Linked DNA regions of Mus musculus: all the other regions are linked to region 3. Evidence: chromatin contacts called from public capture Hi-C and promoter capture Hi-C data. All regions are on one chromosome and are shown on one strand. Each heading gives the region's core, a stretch centred on a gene start, on an enhancer-like site or on the middle of the called end of the contact. The rest is flanking DNA. Distances are from core to core; before and after follow the strand shown.

Region 1 (3,511 bases), core at 164-2,663, 380 kb after region 3:
CTGTAATGGTCATCCAATGCCATTTTCTGCTGTGTCTGAAGACAGCGACAGTATAACCACATATATGAAATAAATAAATCGTTTAGAAAAATAATCATTACTGTAACTTCATCCTCTGAGACTGACATGTGACAGTGTATGAAATACTTACAAGACGCCATGAGTGCTAAAATCTGAGACCCTTCTGTTCAGTAAAGGCCAGGAAGGTCTTTCCGTTCATATCCTCCATCCCTCTCCCACGCCCTAAAAGGGGATAGGAGATACTTAATTTTGATACTGTCTGAGATAATTTTGAGGCAGGGTCTCTATTTAGTTCTGGACCTCAACAGTAAACCAGGCTGTTCTTGAACTCACAATGATCCTCCTACCTTTGCCTCCCGAGAGCCAGGGCTAGGATTAATGGCATGAGCCACAGGAGCACCACACCTGGCCTTTGAGATAACTTGTTTTATTGTCTAACTAGCCAAATCTGCCTGCTAGGTCTGACATGTAAGCCTTGGGACAGGGATCAGCAATCATTTTCCTGACTACTGCTACCCTGCAGTAAAAGATAAACTGCAGTTCTCCAAGAGAGTTATAGAGATTACCCAAGCAACCCCGCACGCGTGGGAAAATAAATCAGTTCAAGAGCTCCCACGCTAGAGATCTCTGACAAACTGGGCAACCTTGAACAAGTAACAGCCTCTCTGGATGTTTTCCTCTTTGACTACTTCCCCCAGGTTAAGTTCAAACGAAACTGGGAAGGGCTAGGTTTCTCACACAGGCACCGGACTGGGGTTTTTACAAGAGCTGAAAATTTAGTATGAGTGAAAATTTAGTATGAGTATTAGTATTCTTGTTTCATATGAGAAAACCTAGGCTGGACGAAACCGGATTTCAAGCTTCACTCAAGGGAGAGCCGAGCTCCCAAATGCCGCGAAATTACACTGTAAAGTTACATGGCACTGTATGGAGATTAGGGGTAAAGCTTGGGGCGGCCTCAGGAGACCAGGAGGGGTGGGCGAGTCCAAGAGGGGGCGCGGCCACCACGATCCGGCTGGGTTTCGGGGGAAGCCTTGGCCCGCCCGGCTGCCCTCCGCGTCCCTCCCGCAGGCAGCGGCTTGGGATTCTAACAGCTCCGGGAGAGGGAGCTGGCGGGGCGGAGGCGGAGCGGCGGCAGGAAGCAGCGAGGCGGCGCCGTGAGCTGCCTGGGCGGAGAGCCTCTTAAATCCGCCAGGCTGCTGCACCAAATCCCGGGAGCCCGCCCCGAACGCACTTGGGACGCGGTGGGTGGAGGCGCGTCCCGGCCTGCGGGAGGAACAGGGCAGAGGCCGGCCTCCCGCACGTCCCCAGCGGCCGCGGCCCGTGGGCGTGGCCTCTTGTGCCACGCCCCTGACACGCCCCCGGGTCCCTCTCCGGGCGGGGGTCCCCTCCCTCTTCAGCCCTGGACCCAGCGTGGCGCGCTCCCCCCTGGGTGCCATGGCCTCGCGGCTCCTACACCGGCTGCGACACGCCCTGGCCAGCGATGGCCCCGGGGAGGCGGCGGCGGGCCCAGAGGCCGAGCAGTTCCCTGAGAGCTCAGAGCTGGAGGACGATGACGCCGAGGGCCTGTCCTCCCGCCTCAGTGGCACCCTCAGCTTCACTAGTGCGGAGGATGACCCTGACGACGAAGACGAGGACGACGAGGCGGGCCTCGACTCGCCGCCCTCAGGAGACGGGGCATCGGGAGAAGACGCAGGCGAGTGCGGGAGGACAGACAGGAACCCCGGGGCTCGGTTAGGCCTCCCCGCTGGACGCGGTCCGAGGGCATCCTGAGTTTTCTCTCTGAAACTATTGACACTATAAGCTCTTCCAGACACGGTTTGGCTGTGTGACCTTGACTCACAACACTATGGGAATCACACCATCTCGGGTTTTTTGTAGATATTAAATGCACAGGACCAGGGAAACAAACGTGTGTGCTAGCTGCTTCGGGTGGAGGTTTAGCATCCACTGTAAGCCAGGCGCTGGGGTGAAGCACATCTCGCTTCTGTGAATGAGGTCATGGCATTTTGTTTACGTTAACTCTGGAGCTAGCCACCCCCATAATGACGGGTCATGTGCTTGTGCAGAACGAAGTCCCCCACCTGATGGACAACGGAGCAGTCAACTCCTGGCCCGCCAGCTGCAGGATTTCTGGAAAAAGTCTCGGAACACCCTAGTTCCACAGAGGCTGCTCTTTGAGGTGACCAGCGCCAATGTTGTCAAAGACCCTCCCTCCAAGTACGTGGTGAGTGAGGTTCCAGGAACCCTTGAGCAGCGAGTCTAGATGTCTAGCTGAGAGAAAGGAAATAGCACAGATTTTGGGGCGGGGGTCGTGGCCATGCAGTTATAAAAGGATGTCCTTATTTTACACCTGGGGGAACTGAGACCAGATGAGAAGATGGGTGTCAACTGAACACGTCCTCAGGCAAATGACTTAGTTTCTCTAAAACTGAGAATGTGGCCTTAGGAGTTGCCTCCTGTCCTAGTCTTGAGGTTACGAGAACTGATGTGTGTTTCTTTCTGTACCCTGTGGGTTTCTGTCAACCGCAGCAGGACACAGTATTGAGACCCAGTGGCATGGGTCAGGATTAAGGAAATGGGCTTTGGATCCAGACCAGTCTTGATTCACATCCCCTGTGTTTACCAGTGGCTTCCCCTTGGGTGGGTTCTGTGGCCTCAGTGGCCCCCAGTTTCCTCTTTTGAGCAATAGGCAATACATGGGATTATAATAGGAGGTAAATGAGGCCAGGCGCAGGGAAACCTTAGCATTGTCTGGCACTGTGATAGATTAAAACTGTAGCTGTATAGTGTCAAATTCCCCAATCTGAAATGCTTGAAAATCTGAAGCATTTGAGTGTCCACGTGAGGCCGCAAGTGGAAAATTCCACACCTAACTTCACTTGATATGTGTGCAAAATGTAGGCCCATTTAAAAAATATTGCACAGGGACTTGAAAGGCTGAAGCAATAAGACTGCCCCCAAGTTCAAGGCTAACTACGGCTACATATTTAGATCCTGTCTCAAAAAAAAAAAAAAAAAAAAAAAAAAAGCCAAACAACAAATTGGAATGTATCTCATTGATATAGCAGCTGCTTATAGTGCTGCAGACCTCTGAGCTTTATCCCAAACCCCGGAAATGATAGGGAATTGCCCGGAGCTGAGTGTGCTCATGCAGTTCGGAAGTAGAGCAAATGTGTCAGTTTAAGGGCAGTCCGGATACTAAGCGAGACCAGCTTGGGCTACGGAAAACCATGCCTGTCTCAAAACAAACAAAAGCCAAACTGCCTTCAGGCTGTGTCCATAAAGTGCATCAGAAATTCGAGTTTAGAAGATGTAATGAATGCTCGGTGGACCGGAGCGCTGGCTCGGTTCTGCATAAATGGGTGTGGTGGTGGCTCATACCTATGGGCCCAGCACTTGAAAGGGGAGTCGGGTCAGGGGTTCAAGATCACCCTCAGCTACAGAAGCTCAAAGCCAGTCTCCTGGAAGACATGAGACCCAGTCTCAC
Region 2 (3,714 bases), core at 34-2,533, 340 kb after region 3:
CCCAGGCTACAAGCATACTACAGTCCACAGCAAACAATATGGGCCATCAATGACAAGACAAAGAGTTGGGAAAAGGAATGGTTAGAGACCTCAGAGGGAGAAAGAGGCAACCCACACAGCCAGGGGTCTGGAGATGATCTAGCAGCTGAAAAACTCTCTGGTTCTCTCCATCTGAGAGATGGGGCCAAGGAACCCACTGGGATCCTGCCCATCATGACTATGTACCCTTAGGGAGGTCTGCTTAGCAGGCTCTACCACAGCCTGTACACTTCTGCCCAGCAGGACATGACCTACTGCTCTGGCACAAATCTTTGCATGGGTCCTGATCAGTAGGACACTGTTCTTCTTTAGCTGAAAGAGATTTCTTAGAAATTCAGATAATTGGGTAGGCCTCAAAAAAATGGGAATTGGAGGCTGAAGAAATGACTCAGCTGTTAACATCAAAACTATTTGATGTTCTTCCAGAGAACACAAATGTGGTGCCCAGCACCAATCTCTGGCATCTCACAACCATCTGTAGCCCCAGCTCAAGGGGACCCCACTCCCTCTTCTGGCCTCTGAACACACACACACACACACACACACACACACACACACACACACACACACACACTATACACAGAGAGAGACATATACATGAACAAATCTTTAAAAAAAAAACAATTAGGGAATGAGAGTCAACTGTACTCAAGGAACTCAGTATCTCCATGCATCCCTATGTAGACTATCTCTGCAACCTCCATCTCTTCCTGCCACACAGATACCAGCACACTACTACCACTACCACTACTAAAAGACAAATAAACCATGCGTGCTGCAGAGAAAGACAGACAGAGAAAAGGGGACTATTGCATGGTCCTGCCCTAGAAGATAACTTGTAAGTCTTAGTTCCTTGTTGCAAGACAACTGGTCCTCACTTTCCACCCAGTTTTTCCTACAGAGACGATCAGCTCCACAAATGAGGAACTTTAGAGGGGAGTTCTCCACTCCCCTGGTTAACTTTTCTATTAGTTTTTAGCCAAGGACCCCCCCAATGATAGCTCACCGTGCTCTCCTGCAGCTACCCAAGATGCCAGGAACCCAAGAGCAAGAAGTGCCTTCATGAGGAAGAGGTGTCTTAACGTCCTGCTGGCTATGAGAGTCAGGAGCTCAGTTCAGGGGAGAGGTAGCAGCAGAAGGAAGGACTAAGTAGCTCCTGTCAATCTAATCCCAGTGGTTTCTCTGAAGCAATTATCCCCTAAGAACAGCTTCTCCTGACAATGAGAACAGTGATTGGCTGCTGGCGTGTGGGAAATTTCCTGGCACTACCAAAGAGCACATGTGATGGGAGGGACCAAATGCTGCCGTGGGATATACCTAACACTCTTAGTCAAGTGATGAGGTCCCGTGGGAAGCTAGAAAAATGGAGAGGTAGCCTCTGGGTTAAAGGTCAAAGAGAGACCAAAAGGGCTTTGGAAGGACTCAGTTGCAGTCAAAATGACAGAGGGTGAACCAGACCAGTGGTTCTTGCTGGGTCCACACTGGGATTCTGAGAGAAAGGACCAGAGATAAGAAAAATAAACAGTCCAAAGCTGGGGGTGTGAAGGGTCAATGGCCGATGACTCAAGCCAGCAAGTTTATTAATGTCACCACTCTTTACATAGCCTCGGATGGAGAAGCAGAATACAAACCAGTAGGTTACAGGTAGTTACAGCAGAATTACAGGGAGCACTAGCTCCTCTTTTGCAAGGTATATTCTGGTACAGTAAGCAAAGCATTTCATGTCTCAAGGTCTGGAACATTTAACCACAGCTTACGTGGAAACCTGGCCTCAGCCCCCCAGAGCCCTGGCGCCAGTCCATTGCTGGCTTTGCCAAGAATGACCCTGATGGGAACAAAAGCTCAGTGTTCCTTGTTCCGTCCATGGGCTGGAGAGGGGCCTCTGCACCTAGTCCTCGACAGGGAGGAACTGGAAAGACAACTTAAGAAGAAAATAGCCGAGCTAATGATGTAACTTAAGCCTGACACCATGTCCAACTCCGGGAAGAGGAGCATCGGAGTGTTTCAGCATCAATATGAGAAAACAAAAGGGTTGCAGCTTGGTCCCTGTGGACCACATATGCCACTCTTAGACAAAATGAAAGATAGTCATCAAAATTAGAGAGGGCAGCTGCGATGACTCGGTCTTTCATGTCTCCTCTGTCACCTTCTCCCCTGCTTCTTTTTATTTGTATAGCACATGTCCTCCATTGGCTGTGATATCTAATAGTGTCCAGTGACACCGCTGAGCCCAGTAAGGTTAAGGGCAGAGTACAGGTAAAAACGTAACAACAAAAGACTATCTTCATATATCCAAAGCCAGGCATGGTAGTGTCTGCTTGCCATTCCAGTCTTGGGAAGGCAGAGAGAGACAGGTAGATTACACTGTCAGCTTGGGCCTAAATTGAAGCTCAGCCTAGAGCTACAGAGGAGGGTCTTGCCTAAGGGAAAACAAAAACAAAAAAGCCACCATTGTTTAAAGCAAGGAAGTGCCTTGTTAAAAGGTGGATGTTGGGGCTAGAAAGATGGCCCAGCAGTCATGGAGCATGTGTTGCTCTTGTAGAGGACCAGGGTTCAGTTCCCAGCACCCACAGGGAAATTTACAATTATCCATAACTTTATTTCCAAAGGATCCAATACCCTATTCTGACCTCTGCGGATACCAGGTACATAAATGATGTACATACATACATGCATACCAGCAAAACACTCATACACATAAGTAAACCTAAAAAAATAAAAGTGGACGTTGGAACATGGAACAAAACTGGCATTGTTGATTATCTAATATGTGTTTTATATGCAGTATTTTAATACATACAATAATATTTCAGAGGAAAAAGTCCTTAAGTGACGGTTGCTGGAAATTACTATTATATTAGAATAATTTAAGGAGTTACTTATACCAAAGTTTTAAGTGCTTTGCATAAAATAATCCAGCCCTAGTATCAACCATATGACGACTCTGGGGTCAATTTCCAACACGACATAAACCAAACGTGGACTGTGGCATGCCTGTGAACCGGCATTGTGGAGGTGGAGGCAGATCCTTAGTTACATGGTCCAGGCTGGAATACTTGAAACTGTGGACGAATGACCGTGCAATTAGTATGCAGGAGAATAGCGGTAAGCGATCCAGTCCCACAGCCAATGTTCTTAGCCTTTGGCTTTGAGACAGCTCTACACCACAGCTACTTCCTTCCTCGGTGTTGGGGTTATGTTATCACACCAGGCCCTATCCAACGTTAACGATCATATCACATCAGGTTGGAATCTAGATCTTTCCTAACACAAAATTCATATACGTTACACTACCTGCTTCTTGTGACCCGAGAAGAGTTATTTTATCACCCGTAACTGAATCCGAATTCTTTCACAGACAGCTTACCTCTCTGAGGTAGTGCTAAGAGGAGCTCTGGAGAACGCCACAGTTGTTAAACCTTTCATCCCCTACCTATCCCAGAATCAACCATCTAGGGGAGAGAAGGCCAGCTCTCTGCAACAGGACTAGTTCACAAGCCAAAACCCAACTTTCATTCTGATGCCTTTCGACACAAGCGGCAGCCCGCAAAGGCTAGTAGTATGGTGTTTAGGTGTTTGGGTATTTAGGGTGGCACCAACAACCCCTTCTTTTGTTGGCTTTCCCGGTTCCTGAGTCAGACTACTCCAATTCGGGGGAGGCTGTGCTAAGATTTC
Region 3 (3,770 bases), core at 978-3,477:
CAGACCCACGTCCAGGCTGCGGAGGAGGCCCACTAGGAACTGCCTCATGGTCTCAAACTCGAAGGGGCGCACGCTGCGGGAGCTATCAATCATGAACACCAAATCCAGGGGCCCATTATAGCACCTAGGACCTGCGGGAAGATGGAGGAGGACTCTCACGGGTCAGCTAAAGCTGGTCTCTTAAAAAAAGCCGGAAGACCTGCTGTTATCTGAATGGAACAGTGCCCAGCATGTCTTTAACCTAACAAATTAGCCTTGGATACAGTTACTCATCCATCATTTGAGGAGACCTGAGCCAGGAAATCACACAAGGTTCCCCCACCCCACCCCCGCGCGCGCATGCAGTTCTGGGAGCTGTTCTGAGTCTGTGTTATGTATTGAGGAGTGAACAAAGAGATGTCGCTGTCTCAAATGCCTACATGAGCCAGCCAGACACCATAAATGAATGAACTGATTAGATTATATCTAGAACATCTCATCTCCTGTATCTCTGATAACTTGGATTGTCCCAGCAAGCAGGTCCCTGGTCTGTTTGTTTGGTTGGTTGGTTTTGTTCAAGAAAATTCTCAAATAGGGTTGTTTTTTAATGTGGAGTCTCCTGATTTTTCCATGGTTTCAATAAGCTTCAATAAAAGTCGACACCGAATGAACCCAAAACTATGCCACATACTACAATTGAGGAAACAGCGCCCGCCCGAGGGATGAAGTGGGAGGGATGAAGCCCGAATCCAGCCTGTGTTCTAAAGCCCGCCCCCCCCATACACACACCCATCCTTCCACCAGTGTGCCAACCCCTCCTGGCAACCCTGGCTCACTGTGGATAGAGAACGTTGCTGCTCCCTTCCTCCCATGGTGAGGGCTGGGATCCAACTCACCTGCAGACTGGAGCTGAGTTTCCCAGGACTGCAGGAAGAGCAGCAACAGAGAGAGTGGCCAGCAGCAGGGGCCTCTCATGGTGCTTGGAAGGATGACGAACCACAGTGTCACAGCCTGCAGCTAGAAAAGAAGGTCGCAAAGCAACAGTTTTGACGGTGCTTTTATTGCAGGGGATGAACACTCTGGCTTTGCGTATGTTCAAAATGTTTTGCCAGGCATAGCTGCACACTCGGGAGGCAAAGGCAGGCAGATCTCTGGGAGTTTGAGGACCAGTCTGTTCTTCATAGTGAGTTCCAGGCCACCCAGGGCTACATAGTGAGATTCTTTCTCAAAACAAAACAAAAAGGCTCATGATAATTTTTTGATGTCACCACACTGGGATTGCTGAAACTCACAGAGGAGCCTTTGTAAAAAATGGCATTTTACAGAACTACAGGGCACTAAGTTAATAAGAAGTAGATAAAAATACATAAAACTCAAAAGGAGATAAACGCTTGTATTAAAAAATTATATACATATGTGTGTATATATATATATACACACACACCATATATATGATATATATTACAGATCATACACATCATATATATTATATAGCATACACACCATATATGTGTGTGTGTGTTACATATATATACATGTATATGGTGTGTGCTCACACACTATGGCACACACGTGTGGAGGTCAGGGGGCAATTCGCTGAAGTCCGTTTTCTCCTTCCTCTGTGTGTGTCCCAGAATTAAACAGGACTGAACTCCGGTGGTCAGTCCCGACAGCAAGCACCTTTACCCACTGAGCCATCTTGCCAGTCCCCGAAAGAACCCCTTCCTAAATACCAGATATAGTGCTAAATGTGCTTTTCCGTTGTGGCATTGACCCTCTTTGTAGTTCCGACATTTAAGGCTGTTTTGGTTCGGTTCTCCCTATTCAGAAATAGGCTTTAAGAAATTAAATGCTGCTACCCAACGCCTTATAGCAGGAAAGTGGCTGCGGCCGAGATAGAGTCCTGTCTATCTGGTGTGTGAGTCAGCTAAGGTGCTCCACACTCTCTTCTTCTGCGGACAGAAATCATTCCCCATATTCCCCCAAACCCGTGCCACACGCCAAAGAGCAGCTCTTGGGGTCTGGGTTCTTAGTGGTAGGCCAGAGAGTGGAGTCCTGCACAAGACACGCCTCGGTGTCTGTTTCTCGCCTGCTCTTAGGAGAGGCCGCCAGGGGGCGCCTGCTGGGTCTGGCTTCTACTGCCGTGGGAAGCCTACATCTGCCCAGCAGGTGTCCCTGCCCAGAGCAAACAGGCCGCTGGGAGTCCCGGGACCTTGAAGATAAGGCTTGGACAGGATAAATCCAGTGTGAGGATCGGATCGGGGCTTAGATGTGTGAACGGTATCGAAGTCAGTGGCGGTAGATGTGCCCAGAGGGCAGCAAGAGAGCGGCCTGGGCCTCGATGAGCAGCCATGGACCCCAGGGAGACAACAGGTGAGCCCTCTCCTTCCTGTGTAGCCTAACTAGGTCCCTTGAGAACCACTAAGGGAACACACACACTGTACGGATGGAAAATGTGCTGCCCAATAAGACTACCCAGCTGGGCTCCAGGCACAGAACTAAACCTAGCTCTCACCCCCCTACACCCCACCCCTGTCTCTTCCTCCAGAGAAGCCTGGTTCCCTTGCACCTAAGAATCACTAAGCCTTTCTTCCGTTCCCCACCCCACCCCCACACGGCACACTGAGCCTGCTCTATCCATTTTTCTGTGGTTTCTTGGCAGAGCAGGCCATCGCCCCTTAACCCACGGCTGCCCCTCCCTCAACCCCCCAGTTCCTTGAATGAGCCCATTCTGAGCAAGGCCGGTGCGTGGCTCTGACTCCAGACCAGCTTCCTATCCGAGATTCTTCTCCCTTCTGGCTTTCCAGCGAGGGTAGAAGAACAAAAATCCTTCTGGCAGGGTCTGTGGTGGTAAGGTGACAAGCTAGCTAGATGTGCCAGTGGCTTGATGGTGGAGGTAGGAGGAAAGGCAAGCCTTTTCTAGAGTGGGCCAGAGCGGAGCCAGCACCCCAGGGCAAACATCTGAGTATAGCTCCACCGGGCCTTTGAAACTCAGGGTTGGCTCTTGACTAAGGGCTCCCTTAAGCTCCTCTTGGCTTAAGTCAACACGCACTTGATGTCGCTTGCACCTCAGGACTCTTAGAAAGTCAAAACAGCTGCCCTCTCAATTTCAGCTTTCCAAATCCGCTGTTCCACGGGGGGGGGGGGGGCGGTCTAGGGAGGGCAAAGAGAGTCATCATCGTTCAAAGGCTTGCTTTGAAGTAGTGGCCCATTAGAGTGAGCCCAGGTCTCCTGATAAGGATCCTTGCATTGAAGAGGAAATTTCTCGGACGCCCTTAGGATAGGGAAAGTGCATTCCCAAGGAAAGTGCGCTCCAAAGAGGTCTGAGTTCAAGAGCTAATCCGGAAAGGACACTTTGGGAAGGTGCCAGGCGTGGAGGGAGATTAGGGAAGGAGGACCTGCATTTTGTTGGCCTTGCCAGAGGGGGATCGGAAAAGGTACTGCAGGTTAGACGTGGACACGTAGGCTGTTAAGACTTGTCCCCCTACGGGTTTTACGCTGGCTTCCCTGCAGACCCCTCGTTGCCCCCGGGCCCTTTGACTCACCTGAGCCTGCCGGACAGCTCAGAGGTGCGGCTACAGAGCGACGGGCCCAGCCTCCTGGGGAGTTGGACCAGGTAACGGCGGCGGCGTGGGCAGGTTGCCCTAAGTGGGGAATGCCAGACAGCCAGGGCGAGCCCAAGCGGCAGCTGCATTTAACCTGGAGCGGGAGGGTGGGGAGGGGGAGCGCGGGCTGCGACCCCTCCCACTGGCAGGAGCGTTCTCCCCCTTCCTCTCAACACTCGGGCCCCA

Evidence for each region. Promoter capture Hi-C pulls out the DNA fragments that hold promoters and counts their contacts. Capture Hi-C pulls out chosen DNA fragments and counts their contacts.
Region 1: a contact with region 3 is called in a promoter capture Hi-C map of cranial neural crest. The contact joins the promoter of Snx21 here to the promoter of Rbpjl in region 3. A contact is called at or near these places in 9 of 39 promoter capture datasets (the 3T3-L1 cell line, 3T3-L1-derived adipocytes, cranial neural crest and 4 more), 2 of 484 Hi-C or Micro-C datasets (palatal mesenchyme and pro-B cells), 1 of 115 datasets of contacts at active chromatin or transcription factors (large pre-B cells) and 1 of 9 other capture datasets (pancreatic islet).
Region 2: a contact with region 3 is called in a capture Hi-C map of embryonic stem cells, with 2.7 times the contacts expected there. The contact joins the promoter of Wfdc3 here to the promoter of Rbpjl in region 3. A contact is called at or near these places in 6 of 39 promoter capture datasets (the C10 cell line, embryonic stem cells, hippocampal neurons and 3 more), 2 of 15 datasets of contacts at CTCF or cohesin (large pre-B cells and pro-B cells), 11 of 484 Hi-C or Micro-C datasets (the G1E-ER4 cell line, cardiomyocytes, cerebellum and 6 more), 2 of 115 datasets of contacts at active chromatin or transcription factors (pancreatic cancer cells and stem cell-derived neural progenitor cells) and 2 of 9 other capture datasets (embryonic stem cells and macrophages).

The regions. Positions count from the first base shown.
Region 1 is chr2:164,784,608-164,788,118 of GRCm38.p6, forward strand. It overlaps Snx21 (sorting nexin family member 21), which reads left to right and starts at 1,414. Exons shown (of 3, transcript NM_133924.3): 1 at 1,414-1,717; 2 at 2,091-2,248. The coding sequence starts at 1,459.
Region 2 is chr2:164,741,984-164,745,697 of GRCm38.p6, forward strand. Wfdc3 (WAP four-disulfide core domain 3) reads right to left here and starts at 1,284. Exons shown (of 4, transcript NM_027961.1): 1 at 1,046-1,284. The coding sequence starts at 1,103.
Region 3 is chr2:164,400,967-164,404,736 of GRCm38.p6, forward strand. It overlaps Rbpjl (recombination signal binding protein for immunoglobulin kappa J region-like), which reads left to right and starts at 2,228. Exons shown (of 12, transcript NM_009036.1): 1 at 2,228-2,352; 2 at 3,493-3,595. The coding sequence starts at 2,331. It overlaps Matn4 (matrilin 4), which reads right to left. Exons shown (of 11, transcript NM_013592.4): 1 at 3,525-3,770; 2 at 876-996; 3 at 1-131. The coding sequence starts at 954.